Linked DNA regions of Sus scrofa: all the other regions are linked to region 3. The links are chromatin contacts, called in public promoter capture Hi-C maps. All regions are on one chromosome and are shown on one strand. Each heading gives the region's core, a stretch centred on a gene start, on an enhancer-like site or on the middle of the called end of the contact. The rest is flanking DNA. Distances are from core to core; before and after follow the strand shown. Region 1 holds the start of ZNF527 (zinc finger protein 527). Region 2 holds the start of ZNF565 (zinc finger protein 565). Region 3 holds the start of ZFP14 (zinc finger protein 14 homolog).

What was found. Promoter capture Hi-C pulls out the DNA fragments that hold promoters and counts their contacts.
Region 1: a contact with region 3 is called in a promoter capture Hi-C map of liver, with 4 times the contacts expected there. The contact joins the promoter of ZNF527 here to the promoter of ZFP14 in region 3. A contact is called at or near these places in 1 of 5 promoter capture datasets (liver) and 1 of 2 datasets of contacts at active chromatin or transcription factors (skeletal muscle).
Region 2: a promoter capture Hi-C map of fetal liver shows a contact between it and region 3, with 3 times the contacts expected there. The contact joins the promoter of ZNF565 here to the promoter of ZFP14 in region 3. A contact is called at or near these places in 2 of 5 promoter capture datasets (fetal liver and fetal skeletal muscle) and 1 of 47 Hi-C or Micro-C datasets (liver).

What each region holds. Positions count from the first base shown.
Region 1 is chr6:46,302,341-46,305,511 of Sscrofa11.1, forward strand. It overlaps ZNF527 (zinc finger protein 527), which reads left to right and starts at 1,694. Exons shown (of 5, transcript XM_013998435.2): 1 at 1,694-1,904.
Region 2 is chr6:45,575,645-45,578,857 of Sscrofa11.1, forward strand. ZNF565 (zinc finger protein 565) reads right to left here and starts at 1,322. Exons shown (of 6, transcript XM_021097171.1): 1 at 1,212-1,322. It overlaps ZNF146 (zinc finger protein OZF), which reads left to right. Exons shown (of 7, transcript XR_002345320.1): 5 at 660-1,452.
Region 3 is chr6:45,986,004-45,988,961 of Sscrofa11.1, forward strand. ZFP14 (zinc finger protein 14 homolog) reads left to right here and starts at 1,657. Exons shown (of 4, transcript XM_013998455.2): 1 at 1,657-1,767.

The DNA of each region.
Region 1 (3,171 bases), core at 444-2,943, 320 kb after region 3:
TTTGGCACATCCCATCATCCTTTTGAGCATCTCCTTAATTTTTTTTTTCGGTCTTTTTAGGCCCCCCCCCCCCCGGGGCATATGGAAGTTCCTAGGCTAGGGGTCAAATCAGAGCTGTAGCTGCCAGCCTACACAACAGCCACACCAGATCAGAGCCACATCTTCGACCTACACCACAGCTCACTGCAATGCCAGATCCTTAACCCACTGAGCGAGGCCAGGGATTGAACCCGAGTCCTCATGGATAATAGTTGGATTCGTTACCACTGAGCCACAGTGGGAACTCCTCATCTCCTTAACTTTTGATAGTGCAAGATATTAAATGCTGATCTTGTACTTTCCCAGCACCAGTCCTTAAATTAGCCAAGAAACCATGGTTCCTTTTTGTGGAGAGTGATATTTAGAAACCAAGATCTAGGTGATAGATGTGGCCACTGCTCTAAGGCCATCGCTGTCGACAGAGCTAGAAAATTTATATCTGTGTATATACAAACATGTCTGTCTAAAAAAAATTATCAGTTCATATGGATATCTCTAGTTCCAATCTAATATCATGAAGTTCACTTTAACCTTCCTTCTTCACACATTTGTAACTCTTGTCCTTCTGTGGACAGTTTTCTTAAAGCTGGGCCACAATTAGTTGTAAAGTGAAAAGGTAGAAACAGCAACAAAAGAAACCACCAAGCTATTGGCTACATCATAAATGCCTTTGCAAAAAAAAAAAAAAAAAAAAAGAGAGAGAGAGAGAGAAAAAGAAAGAAAGAGTTCCCTGTCATGAGGTTGCAGGTTCAATCCCTGGCCTCACTCAGTGGGTTAAGGATCCGGTATTGCCAGGAGCTGTGGTGTAGATCTCAGACGTGGCTTGGATCTGGAGTTGCTGTGGCTGTGGTGTAGGCCGGCGGATACAGCTCCTATTCCACCCCTAGCCTGGAAACCTCCATATGCTGCAGATGCGGTCCTAAAAAGACAGAAGACAAAAAAAAAAAAAAAAAAAAAAAAAAAAAAAAGGCTTTGGTGCAAATAAGCATTTTCCTACAATTAGAATCTAGTTGCCCTCCAGTGCCTGGTATCACATTAACAGCAAGAAGAGAAGGGATATAAAAAAGAGGATAGCAATGACTCTGCCCATGGCCAGGGGTGAGAGGTGGGAGAACAGTTACACCTGGAGTCGGGTACACAGAGACACACAAAGACCTCTATCACGGACTCAATCCTAAAGACAAACCTAGAAACAAAGCTTCATCGCCCGTTATCAGTAAACTGCGATCTCTGGGATAAGAACACACTTACAGAAACGTCATGGCCAAAGCCTGCCACAGACCCTTACATACCCAACAATCACTCTCCCATTCTTGGCATCACAGACCGACGATCTGTCACACAGCGACCTATCACAGGATGTGATCTAAAATACAGAGGCTCACTACACTGACAGCTCGTCGCCCAGACGTGCGCAAGCACAAGTGTGCATCGAGAGTTACACACAAACCGCCACACCCAGGGATTCAATAACAGTCACGGACCAGCGCAGCTCCACCAGTCCCTCACACAGACGCCCATGGTCACTTGAGTGCCCAAATCGCCCAGGGTCACACAATGTTCTGGTCTCCGCACCTGAGGCAGCTTCCGCCTGTAGCGCAGGCGCGCTCGGGGCCCTCTGGGAAATGTAGTTCATTCTGCAAATAGGCCGAGACGCAAAGCGTTCTGGGGCTCGTGGTCCTCAGGGTCTGAAGGAAAAGCTACGTCGCTACGACCAGGTTCCCGTATTTGCATGTTTTCCCAGCCGAAGTCAGGGTGCCCCGCGCCTCAGTCCCCGCCCCGCTCCGCCCCGCGGGGTATCCTGGGAGGCTACGTTGCGAGTCTCGGGTCGCTGGGCGGGTTTCCAGAGCCAGCGGCGCTGGGAGGTGAGTGGGGCCTGGCTGCGCGCGAGAGCTGGCGGTCAGGGCCGGGCTTGGAGTGGACCAGTAGGGGCTGGGATGGGGACCAGGCGGGTGCCTTTGGGGAGACCGTGTGTCACCAAGTATAGCTACGTGAGAGGCTGGGGGTGTGACAGTGTGTTCTTCTATGCCACCAAGTGTATGATTGTGCGCGACTGTGACCCGTCTGTCTGGTGTAAAACTCTATGTGTGCGTTTATGTGGGTCTCTCTCTGCAGGTGCTGTTGTGCATAGATTTGTGAGACACTGGGTGTGACATGGTGTGTGTGTCGCCATGTGGATGTGTGTGAATGATTATGTTAGATCACTTGTCTCTGTGGAGATAAGTGCGTTTGAATGTGTGTGACAGAAGGTGTGATTTTGTGCCCATGACCATCTACCTCTGCAGGTATAATTTTGTATGAGTAATTGTGGCAGGATGTGTGACCTTTTGTGGTATGTCACTGTGTATGAGGTTGTGTGTGATTGTCTCTCTGTTGGAGTGCTTGCGTATCATCATCTCTGTCTTTGTGTTTATGCCACTGTGTATGTGTGTAACATTGCAGGTGTGATTGTGTAACCAAGTATATGTGTGTGATCAGGTGAGAATTTGTATGTTTGTGTGAAACCTACTGTGTGATTATGAGGCACAGTAGATTATGGTAGGATTAAAATTACTCACCCACGTTGGTACAGTTTACTAAGAGACAGATCTGGGACTTAAACCCACGCTATTTGGCCCCAGCATCCTTGCTTTTAAGTACTAAACTCCCTTGATCTTTCCCATGTTGTGATAGCAAAAGATGGGGCCCCTAGTTTCTGAGGGTGTTGTGTAGAGGATTGTCTGTGCTTTCTGGATCTGGAACTTTAATCTGAGTCTCTTCAGTCCCTTTGAGAGTCACAGAACCCCATGTAAAGACATTGTGGTGAGATCGTCGTCATACTGGCTGCTTTTGGGGGCGAAAAGCCCAATCTGGAAACCCCGGCTTCCTCTCTTTAGGAAGCCATGGAGTTTGAGATTTATTTTTTATTTTTATATTTGTTCTTGTCAAAACTCTTCCATGGTTGGTGCTGAGAAAGGCATGGCTCCTTTAATCGAGTACCAAGTGAACTAAGTTTTTGGTTTTGACTTTTTCTCTTAATAAAGAAAAGTGTTCTCATTTCTTTTTCACATGTGTGTGTAGAATCGAAGCGGCAACAAGAGTGGCCCTTCTCTATGCCAGGAGTTGGCTCATGCAACTCCTGGCATAGAGAGT
Region 2 (3,213 bases), core at 72-2,571, 410 kb before region 3:
TGGGTTAAGAGTATTTGGAGAAATCTTTTTTTGTAGCAGTTTTAAATCTAAAGCCAATTCAAATGTTTAAAAAATTGTAGATGAACATTAGGTGTGCAGGGAGCAAAGAGGGTGTGGGTCCTTCAGTTCACCTTCATGGCACTCAGAAATTTACTCAAAGGCAAATACCAGACACTAGTTTCTCCCGGGGCAGGGTGGTGGTGTCTTATCTGTGTTAAGTAAGAAGTTTCAGAAGGAGGAAAGAAAAGCACGTGTTGAAAGGAAATAACAAGCCCCAAATGGTGTCATTTGTCCCCACAATAACAAACCAAGACTTATTTCTAGTTTCAGGCTTTCTCAAGAATGTGTTAAATCTTTAAACAATCAATCTGGAATTTCCTGGTTAGCACCAGAGAGATAATTTGCATGATAAAACCCTAGCCGTTCCCCTCCCCTAAAAGGTGACCGGGCCTAAAACAATGCTTTCTTTTCTTTTGCTAGTAACTTCCTTGCCCCACTTTCCTACTGCCTATGAAAACTTTCGATTTTGTACATCTCCTTGGAGTATCTCTCCGTTTGCTAGATAGGATCCTGCCCGATTCATGAACTGTTAAATAAGGACAATTAATTTTCACGTTTATTTGGCTGAATTTTTTGTTTTGCTTTTTTAACACACGTAGAGAAAGAAGGGTTTCAGGGGAAGAAGAAAACTTGATGCACGGACAGCTTGGCTTCTGGATGTTCAACAATAGTTCTTTCCTTCTCCTTTCAATGTATGTCTTAGAGAAGAGTCAAGAAAAAGCAATCATGAGGAGCCAGGGCAGTTTTAATGGGTCATCGCCCACCCGTCCTACACAGGAGGAGGGAGGGCACAGAAGATGCCCAATCTCGGTGTTACAGATGCTCGCTGTTCAGGGCTATAATTTGTCAGAGCACTAGAGTCACAGGGACCTCACACCCACAAAATTGGTGCTGCACAAAATAGTGTCACACGGACACAACCACACATCCACTCTTAACACACACAGGACACAACTACACAATCATAGACACCTCCACACCCGTATACACAGGCACAATCACACCACTAACGCAGTTACACAATCTACTCACCACCATGACACACAAAGACACATTCAAAATAGCGCATCCTCAGCCCGTTCCCGCCAGCGCGCACAAACCCAAGGCTCTGGACACGCCCCGTCCCCGCCCCAGACTCCCAGACCCCTCACCTTCTGCCTCCCCTTGGTCGCGTCCGGGTCCCGGCGGAGCAAACGATCTCGCCACGACGTCAAGAGACACGTAACGCTGGGCCGCTGTGGACTCTGGGAAACGTAGTCCAGGACCAGACCAGCCAGAGACATGATGGCGTCCTCAAACCAGAAAGTCAGAGCTCGGCCTATATGACACTGCTTCAAAGAGGAGGGTTCCAGCTCCAAACGTCCACCAGGCTTGAGCTGATATCCCCCCAAGGTAGGACTACTTGACCTGAGAGCCTCATAATCAAAGGACGTGGCCGCAACATTCGTATAGGAAAGGCAGAAGGAGATACTGGGTGTCGACCCGCAAAGCATTAAGGGAAATGTAGTTCAAGGCCGGAAAAGCGGCATTGCTTTGATAGAAGGTAACCAGACACCAGCTTGGGCTTGGCCGCGGTGACCGTGCGGGCTGCGTCGCGGGGGTTTCTGGGAGTGCTCACTCGCCCTCTGAGTGCGCAGGCGCAGCATACCGAGTGGACATTTTGGTCTTTGTCCGCGGGTCAGTCCGGCCCCTGGGTCCACGTGGCGCGAAAATAGGAGGTGGGATGTGGACGTCTTGGGCCGATAGGGTCGGGGAGGTTGAGGGGAAGGATTCCAGATCTATTGGGGTGCGGCGCGAGGAAGGGGAGTGGGTTTTAGAGCTTCTAGTCTACGTGTGGGGTGGGGGTGGGGGCCTCTGAGGAGGGTTCGAGTGTGCGTGACCCTGAGTTTGACCGCAAGTTAGACTAAATGTTTGAGAACATTGAGGAAGAAACTGGGCTCAGGGTATGTATGGCTTGCGTCTAAGAGGGAGACCGGCATTGAGATAACGTCCGAGCGGCACTTCTCTTGTCGAAAGTGCTGATAATAACGGTGCCATCTTCCTGGAATACCTAATTTACTTGCAGATTGGAAGGGGGTTAAGCACCAAGTGGTAATTAATTTTAAAATATGCTTTTCTATAAAATACATTTCTTATTAATTAGGTACAATGCAAATCATCGTGACTTATTGCTTTTTTTTTTAAACAAGCAGAAATATTTCAAAGGAACTTTTTGTTATGGGGACCCTGTTTCAAACGGTCTCAAATATTCTGATCTTTGAGGAACTTTAATAGGGCTGCTGTTAAGCCTAGGTAGAGTAGATATCAGCGTTACCTTTTGAGAAGTAGTGTCAACATATCGCAGAAAGCAGAGTACTAGGAAGTCAAGGGTCTGGGGTTCTAGGATAAACACAGTTATCCTCGTTCTTTGGGGAAAAAAAAAAACAAACAAACTTGCTGCAGTGTTTATCCATGAATCCGAACTAGTTAGGTGTACTAACTCCTAAATGCGTGGAAGTGTTCTCAGGTTGTATGGGTTTTGTGAAGAAAGGGAGATACTATTATTAAGGATAACCCACAGTTGTCCTTCAAGGTTTTAAATAATAAGAGAGTTAAATAATTGGTTACCAAATCAGTGTCTGTAGATCAGTAGCCTTCAAATAAACAACAGTCAGGTAGAAGGTATAGTAGAAGACCACTGTTTACACGAACTGTCTTTTAAAAATCGAGGAGTAAATTTAAGAAACGTTTAAAACTATTGGAAAAGAACTTTAGAATACTGCTTTCGGGGGTAACATAAGATGTGAACAAATAAATATACAATGTTTTTCAGTGGGAATTTCTCATAAAGAAGTGTGTGCAAGATTTCCCATCGTGGCTTAGCAGTAATGCACTAGACTAGTATGCTTGAGGACTTGGGTTCAATCCCTGGCCTTGCTCAGTGGGTTAAGGATCTGGTGTTGCCTTGAGCTGCATTGTAGGTCACAGACTTGGCTTGGATTTGGCGTTGCTGTGGCTCTAGCGTAGGCCATGGGCTGCAGCTCCGTTTCGACCCCTAACCTGGAAACTTCCATATGCCACACCTGTGGCCGTAAAAGGACCAAAAAAAAAAAAAAAAAAAAAAAAAAGGTGGATAAATTCAAGGGTTTGGGGTTTTTATGCTTTTTACGTCAG
Region 3 (2,958 bases), core at 407-2,906:
GTGAATAAAATTCCAATTGTTCAGAAAAAGAATCAGAAAATAAATGCAGTGTGTTAGCATTTACAGAAACTATCTGAAGGGTATATAAGAATTCTTTGTGCTATTGCAACTTTTCTCTGCATTTGATATTTCAAAATAAAAAAGTTTTATTAACAAAGCATGTTTGCATTCTCCCTTCTCCATTAATTGCTCTGTGATGTTGGACAGGTTTCTTCACCTCTCCATGTTCTGTGTCTGTTGCATGAGGATCAAAATAGTACTAACATGATGGAGTTATGAAGAATAATTAATACATGCAACAGTCTTAAAACGGCCTGGTAAAAAGAAAGAGCACTGTATATTTTAGCTTTTAATTTTTGCTTGAAAATTTGTCTAGATACAGAGAAATGTTTCATAAAAGAAGGGTCAATTCATCGGGAAGACACACAATCATAAATGTGCACGTACTATAATAATGGAGCTTCAAAATATATGAAGCAAAAACTGAAATTCACAATCATAGTTTTCATGTGACTCCTACTTCATATCTTCCTGTTTGCAAAATGAGAACTAAGATTAGCCTAGACATTTTCAAATACTTTCTAAAGTTTTATATTTTTAAAAAAAGTTTTATGTTCTTGAGAGAAGAAAAATTCTTCCTTCTATTAACTAATACATAAAAAATGTAAGATGGAGAAGCTGCTACAGTGTAGTCCCTGGTAGGCTTATCCGGTTTCTTAGGAATGAACCCAGGACGGGATGAATTCAATTATTACTCATCTGAGAGACTTCGGAAGACACCCTTCCTAATGTTCACTTTTCAATCGTCCTCATCAGTATGTATGTATGTATTTAACAGGGCTTGAAAATACTTTGAAGCAATACCGGGTAGAACTAAAAGGAAAATAGAAATAGACACACCTCTCTTAGTAATTACTAGGACTAGATTTTTTAAAAATCAGTAAGGATAAATAACATCTAAATGACAATACCCACTACCTTAACCTAACAGATTTTTACAGAACTATCCGTCCACAAGCTCAAGAGGGAAGGAGGGGGAAAAAAAAAAAAACCAAAACAATCCGGGAGAGAATAGGAAGGGAGGAGGGAGCGAGCACTAAGCAACCTCTGTGTGTCCAGGTTCTGCTAGGGTTTGGAGGATATTGAGACTTTTTTTCCCCCCCCAGGGCCGCACCTGCAGTTTATGGAAGTTACCAGCCTAGGGATCGAATTGAAGCTGCAGCTGCTCGCCAGCCACAGGCTGGATCCCAGCCTCGTCTGCTACCTACACCACAGCTCATGGCGATGCTGGATCCTTACTTAACCCACTAAGCGAGGTCAGGGATCGAACTCGCATCCTCATTGGTACTAGTTGGGTTCGCTTCCTAAGCCACAACGGGAACTCCGGATTTTGAGTCTTGAGGTACAACCACGTCCTGCTTGGGTATACACACCCGAGCACCTGCTATGTGCGTAGTACATATATTAGGTGCCTGCTGCACTTCTCTTAGCACTAGTAGGGGTTTCTCAAAAACAACGCTAACCCAAGTTCGAGGAGGGTGCCTCGGTCAGCCTGGGACAGCCTCGAAGGCTCTCAGGCAGCAGTCCAACCGTCTCGGAGACTCAAGGACCCTGGGGATTCTCCGCCTGAGCTGGACAACCCGCACTTGCGCATTCGGCGCAGCCAGCTGGGGCGCGGACCAGGCCCTCCCTAGCCGGGACTACATCTCCCACAGGCCTCTGCGCCTACTTTCCTTCCGCCTTCCTTGCTGGTGTCGGCTCGGAGAGGTGAGTTGCTCGCGTGCATTGAGGAAATGGGCGCGGGGGCGGCGCGGGGGCGGCGCGGCCCTGTGTGTGCAGGGCTGCAGTGACTGTGTAGTTTGTGACGCTGAGTGGACATTGGGTTCCCCGATGCATCCTCTGTCCGCCCGCTTCGGGGCCGCACAGATGCAGCGGCCCAGAATGGCTCCGAGTTAGATTTATGAACCCCACAGTGAAGGCCCCTAACAAAAAGACGCAGTCTGAAGAACAACAGCTTTCAAAGCCACAGCTTAACCAGAGCTCCCTCCCAAGGCAGCTCTAGAGAACTCGTAGACAGATACCAGCCCAGGTCTTTGTACTCTGGCCGTTCTCTCTGATACCGGGAAGGGTCAGCTTCACCCCAGGCTCCCTGTTATTTCCATCGGGTTTGGTGTGTGGTGGATGGTGGGAGAAAGTGTGGTAGTGAAACCGGACACGGTCCTGTGGGGCTCCTGGGCGCAAGAGTAGCGGGGGTGTGTCTTTAGCCTGGCCTGGCTTACCTCCAAAAAAAGGCTCAGTGCGTTGAGATTCCTGTTTCCTTACCCCAGCCTGCTGATCTTTAGGACGGAGAGAGAAAGGAGGAAATAATTGCATATATTTATATTTGTGTATGTATATGCACATATGTATATATATATGAGTTTGTTTTTTCTCTTTGTTCCATGAAATGTAATTTTTATTTTTTCTGGACATGGTGGTATTTGCTTCTCCTGATGAAAGAGTGAAAAAATCAGGTCGGACCGAAAAGAGAAAAAGCGACGCTCCCATTAATGAGATTGGAAAAGAAAAGATAAAGCCAGCTGCAGAGTTAATAGAAAACATTATTTCTGCCCAGGTCATGCAGCAGTTGTAAAATGCTCCCTGTTTGAGAGCTTAAAGTGTGCTTACCAATGATGCTACTTTTATTTTATTACTAGAGATACTCAGTTGCTAAATTACCCTCACTTCACTGATAGCACTTAATCTCCAGTTAATCCTTGCCTCTTCTGTTCTCACCTCAGAAACAGCAGTGGTTCCAGAATTGTTCCCACTTCCTCAGGTTCCTTCAGTTGGAGCTCAGCTCTTTACAGAAGAGGTTTTCTTATCCTTTTTGTTGCCGAAACTCGGCTTCTGTCCACTGGTGCTGAATAGAAACACAGAGTTTTGGGTGAAAGAGGAAAAAAGTAGCCCTTATTGCCT